Regions from separate parts of the Sus scrofa genome. Here region 1 is linked to region 2. Evidence: chromatin contacts called from public Hi-C data. All regions are on one chromosome and are shown on one strand. Each heading gives the region's core, a stretch centred on a gene start, on an enhancer-like site or on the middle of the called end of the contact. The rest is flanking DNA. Distances are from core to core; before and after follow the strand shown. Region 1 holds the start of NFATC1 (nuclear factor of activated T-cells, cytoplasmic, calcineurin-dependent 1). Region 2 holds the start of KLF13 (Kruppel like factor 13).

What was found. A called contact is a pair of places that touch in the nucleus more often than the background predicts.
Region 1: a contact with region 2 is called in a Hi-C map of skeletal muscle, with 5 times the contacts expected there. The contact joins the promoter of NFATC1 here to the promoter of KLF13 in region 2. A contact is called at or near these places in 4 of 47 Hi-C or Micro-C datasets (embryonic fibroblasts, liver, skeletal muscle and 1 more).

What each region holds. Positions count from the first base shown.
Region 1 is chr1:146,001,554-146,004,253 of Sscrofa11.1, reverse strand. It overlaps NFATC1 (nuclear factor of activated T-cells, cytoplasmic, calcineurin-dependent 1), which reads left to right and starts at 1,357. Exons shown (of 10, transcript NM_214161.1): 1 at 1,357-1,552. The coding sequence starts at 1,456.
Region 2 is chr1:143,538,948-143,541,647 of Sscrofa11.1, reverse strand. It overlaps KLF13 (Kruppel like factor 13), which reads left to right and starts at 1,415. Exons shown (of 2, transcript NM_001011505.1): 1 at 1,415-2,003. The coding sequence starts at 1,415.

The DNA of each region.
Region 1 (2,700 bases), core at 108-2,607, 2.5 Mb before region 2:
GCAAGTAAAAGGCCGCGCGTACACGTGGCCAGGCGTGAGCGGCAGCACCGGTTCCATATGTAAAGGCGACAGCGTTGTGGGTTCTTAGGAGCCTCGCATTTTCCTGACCCTTTTGGGCATCTTTAACTGTGGGGGCTGGAAAACGGTGTTTTCTGTGTTCATTGCTCTTCTGCAGCTGGTTGGGGAATCCAGTGCTCCTTGGATAGCGAGCCCTGCTACCAGGGAATTCCTCTCCGGGCCCAGGCTGCCGGGCTCCGGCAGGACGTGCGCGCTGCAAACTAGGCAGCAGCCCAGTCGGGCCGATCCGCTCCTAGAAGGGGCCTGGCCGGCAGGAGGCCCCTTTAGGCACCTTCAGTAGGAGTGGGGCAGCGTCAGCAGCTCATTGGGACGCAGGTATTGATCTTTGCGCCTGTTTGCGGGTGAGGCAAGCGAGCCCGCCTCCCCCGGACCGGGGTCGGGGCAGCGCGCTTCACGAAGAGCTCCCAGCGGGGCGAGTCTGCCGGAGGCGGGGAGGGGGGTTGTCGACCGCCGGCTGTCTTGCCCCAGCTCCTGCCCACCCGGCTCGGGCCGCAGGGGCGCTCAGGCCCCGGGGCGGACGGAAGTGGCCAGACTCCGTGTGCCCCCCCCACGCCCCCGCCTCCGGCGCACGTCTATCCCCCCCACCCCAGCGCAGACTCAGGGGGCGGGGCGCACTCTAGGGTCTCGCTCGCAGTGGGGCTGTCGACCCCAAGAGCCGCCTGGGGGTCCCCGGGCGCGGGTGGGAAGGGCTTGCCCAGAGCCGGGACACTAGTGAGAGGCGTGCGCTCGGGCTGGCGGGGAGAGTTTATTTAAAACTCGGAAGCCGGCGACCGGCGAGCGGCTTGTTTATGTAAACCCGGAAACAGCGGGGGGAGGGGCGCGGCGGGGGAGGGCCGGGGGGAGGGGCGCGGGCGGGAGTCACGTTACCCGAGGACGCGCGGCCGAGCGCAGGGCGCAGCCGAGCCCGGGGCGGCGCGACCACAGGTGCCCGCGGCCGGGGACCCGACTCTGGACCCCGACCGGACCTCAACCCAGATCCTGACCCCGACCCCACGCCGGGGTCCTGGCCGGGGACCCCGACCCCATCCCGGACCCCAACCTGGGATCCTGGCCCGGGACCCCTGCCCGGAACTCTGACCCCAATACCGGATCTCTACCCCGACCCCCATACTAGACCCCAACCTGACCCAACCCGGGACCCCGACCACGCCCTGAGCCCAGACTCCGGAGCTCACCCGACTCCAGCCCAGAGCCCGACCCGGGACCCGGACCAGGTACCGGATCCCCGCCAAGACTTAAGACCCTGAATCCAACCCTGAACTTGACCTGGGACCCCTGCCCTAGGTTTCGGATCCCAACCCTCTACCCCGACCCTAGCCCCCTGACCTCGGACTCCGACCCCGACCCTGACCTCCTGACCCTCGACCCCGACCCACCATGACGGGGCTGGAGGAGGACCAGGAGTTCGACTTTGATTTCCTCTTCGAGTTTAACCAGAGCGACGAGGGCGCCGCCGCGGCCGGGGCCACCGCAGGTGGGTCCGCGCGAGGCGGGGGCGCAGGGACTGGGGGCGCGGGGGTCGGGCGGGTAGGTTCCGGGTGGGGAGGGGCCGGCCTGGAGGCGCGCCGGGCCCCTGCCCCTCTGCCCGGGGCGCACCCCCTCTCCCGTCCCCACACCTCCGCGGCACCCAGGTCCGCGGCCCCGGGGTCGGGGCAGCGCCCAAAGTCTCCCCACCGCCCTACCCTTCGCCGGATTAAAACAGGTCAGGTTGAGGGGCGAGTGGGAGTGGTGGGGGAGGCCCCCTTGGGGTCGGCCCCCCCAGCCATGTAGGAAGACTCAGGGCTGCACTAGAGCGGAGTCCTGACCACATTCCCGCAGGAGGGGCCTTCTCTTTAGGGTGGGGTGTTGCTCAAGCCAAAGGATAGAGTGTGTCTGGCCCATGAGGCCCCCAAGACTTCCCCCTCTTGCTCCCCGTGTCCTCAGGGCAAAGCCTCTCTCCATCAAGAGATGGTACAGTGGAGCTAGCCTCTGAGACCTTGGACCCCCAAGGGTGCCACACTGTTCTTTCTTTAATTTTCTCTTCTCTGTCAAAAAATAAAAGTTCCCCTAAACAAACAACAGATAAAGGACTCCTCCGGCCCCCCAGGGTGCAGGCTTTTGAAAAAGAAAGAACCATTGAGCAATCACCCCCACTTTCACCGGAAGACTCAGTCTGGGCCTGCGGCCACCGGCCACCCCGAGTGAGTGAAGGGGACCAGGAGCCCCCTCCTTGCAGCCTGGCTCTCCCCACACCTGTCTCTTCTGTCCCTTGTGGGCCTCCTTTCTGTTTCTGTCTTCAAGATCTTCTCTCTGTCCCTCCCCACGTGGCGGTGAAATGGTGAAGCTGAGCCCAGCACACTTGGCACCGGCAGGCGCCCGTTTCTGCAGTGACTGTATAATATTTTCCATATCATTCACCGCCCTTCTTTTAAAAGTGTAATGTCTTGCTTGTTTATAAAAAAATAAATGTTCCAACCAGGCTAAGGCTGCCTGAACCCGTGCCCCCCCAGTGTCTTCCTTTTCCTCTTCCTTGGCTGTGCGTCTCCAGGCCTTTGGGTCAGTGGGGACCATGGTGGCGAGGGTGGGAGAGAAAAGCAGTTGTCTGAACAGATCTGGGGCCGGAAGTGGAGGCCTTCTGCACTT
Region 2 (2,700 bases), core at 166-2,665:
AAGGGCAGCCTGCAGAAGCTGGCAGCAGGCCTGCGGAGGGAGGGGCCCCACGTTCCTTGAGCAGCGCGGCCGGCGCCCAGGCACGTAATTCTTGCGAACACAGGACGCAGTGGGCACATCACTCGCGCTGCCAGGCTAGCCACCAGCCTGGGCCAGTCCAAGCTCCAGCTGACCTGGGCTCAAGGGCAGCGCGGCTTGCGCTGATCCCCCGCCGCCCTCCTGCGGTTCCTCCTGCGGGAGCGACCTCGCCCCACACGAGACCACCGCTCTCGGGCTGGCCGCGCCGAGGGTTCAGGGCTCAGCTGGGCAGGAACCAAGGGCGGAGAGCGGCCTGAGTCTCGGGGCGCGGCCACCCATCAACCTGGTTTCAGCGGTGTGCGCCGTGGTTGTCCAGGCCCGACTCGGGGCCAGTAGACCCGCCGGGCTTAGCGGACACGCCTCCTTGCCGGGCAAACCTCGCTCTGGAGAAGAAAGGGAGAAGCGAGGCGAGCCCTGCGAGGCGCGCCCGACACAAGCGGGGCTGGAGGGACAAAGGGGTGCTCTCCCGAGCTCTCGCCACCGCGCCGAGGTTCAAGGCAGTCAAGGTACAAAAGCTCCGGCAGGAAAATACCCTGCGGGGTCCCCGCCACGGAGAGGAGGGGGAACGGCCCCGCCCAGGCCCGCCTCGGACGTCGTGCGTCAGCGTGCCCGGCTCCGGGCTCCAATTTCCGCTCCTCCTCCCGCCGGCTGAGGGGACACGCCCATCGGCACGCGCAGGCCCCAAGGCCGGGTGGGAGCCTCTGGCTGTACGGATTGGCCCGGCTGAGTACTCATGGACCAATGGCGCCGGCCCTGGTCCTTAGCCACGCCCCCTCACCAGGCGCGGGCACGCGACCGCTATCCCGCCGGTGCGCGCTCCGGGATCCCCGCCCCCTCCGCGTGCGCAGCTCCCTGCGGCCGCCGCCGCCGCCTGTAACCTGCGCCGCCAGGATGTGGCTGGGGGCTGACGTCGGGTCCAGATGTGGCCCCGGCCCCGCCCACCCCCGGGGCCGGGCCGCCCACACCGAGCCGCGGCGCGCACGGCGGCTGTCCCGCCTGCCACAATGCGCGGCGAGGCTGCGGCCACGGCTCGGGGAGGTCGTCCCTAACGTCGCCGCTCGGCATCCATAGGACAGGCCGCCACTGACGCCGCGCGGGGACCCTACTCGTCCGCGCCCCCCATGCGCTCACTCTGAGGTGCCCAGCCGGGCGGGCGCTTAGCAGACGCGGAGCAGCGCGGGTGACGGCAGAGGCGGCTGCGCGCCCAGCCCAGCCGGCGGAGAGGGCGCGCCGCGCCCCCGCCCCCCGCCCGCTCTCCGGAGGCCGTGGGTGCGGATGCGCTGCTGACGACTCGCAGCGACTAGCAGTCTCCCGCCTGCCGGCTGGAGCCCGCACCATGGCAGCCGCCGCCTATGTGGACCACTTCGCCGCCGAGTGCCTCGTGTCCATGTCGAGCCGCGCGGTCGTACACGGGCCGCGAGAGGGGCCGGAGCCGGGACCCGAGGGCGCGGCCGCTGTCGCCGCCACGCTGCCCCACGTCGAGGAGCGCCGCGACGGCAAGGACAGCGCCTCGCTCTTCGTAGTGGCGCGGATCCTGGCGGACCTTAACCAGCAAGCACCGGCACCCGTCTCGGCGGAGCGCAGAGAAGGCGCCGCCGCCAGGAAGGCGAGGACCCCCTGCCGCCTGCCGCCCGCGCCGCCACCCGCCCCCGAGCCCGCCTCCCCCGGTGCTGGAGGCGCGGCGGCCGCGCCTCTTAGCCCGGCGTGGAGCGAGCCCGAGCCCGAGCCTGAGGCGGGTCTGGAGCCCGAGCGAGAGCCGGGGCCCGCGGGGAGCGGCGAGCCCAGCCTCAGACAAAGGGGCCGGCGGGGCCGAAGTCGCGCCGACCTCGAGTCCCCCCAGAGAAAGCACAAGTGCCACTATGCGGGCTGTGAGAAAGTTTACGGGAAATCCTCGCACCTCAAGGCGCACCTGAGAACTCACACAGGTCAGTGGGGCGGCCCGGGCACTCGCGCAGACCTGGGCTAGTGCGGGTCGCCCAGACACGCCCCCGGAGCCTCCGGCTTGGGCGCGGGAGGTGGTCAGGGCCTCGCCCCTTCCCCCGCCGCTCCGGGTTGCGGTCGACCCTGAGAGCCGCGCGAGGCGGGTCCTGGCGCTGGCTGCCGGCGCCCGCCCGGCGACCGCGCCCCCGCCGGGCACGCCCCCTCCCCGGGTGCGCTCGGGCGGGGCTGCGGGGGCGAATGTCGTCATCCGGGCCGGGGTGCGCGCGGGCAGGTGCGGGCGAGCTGCGTGGGGGCAGTGGGGGCCGCGGGTGCCGCCCGGGGAGGTGGGCGGCCGCGGCGCCCGGGAGCCGGGGGGGAGGGGTGTCCTCGCCTGGCCCCTCCCTCGTCGGCTGGGCGCGCTCTCGGGAGCGGCGGGGAGGGGCCGGCTCGGGAGCGCGGTGGGCGAAGTTCACGCGGGGACAGGGCTCCCTCCAGCAGCTCGGCACATTCTTCGCTCTTCCTGTAATTTTTCCAGCGCTCTAAGGTTTAATTTGTCGAAACCAGAGCTGGTGGCGACCGACGCGGGGGGCGGTCCCGGGTTCTTGCCCGCGGCTCTTTGTGGGAACCCCGCCCATCCGGCGGCGGAGGCGCGCTGGACTCGAGGGGCTCCCGGCTGGTCGGCGCTTTCTCCTAAAAGGACCG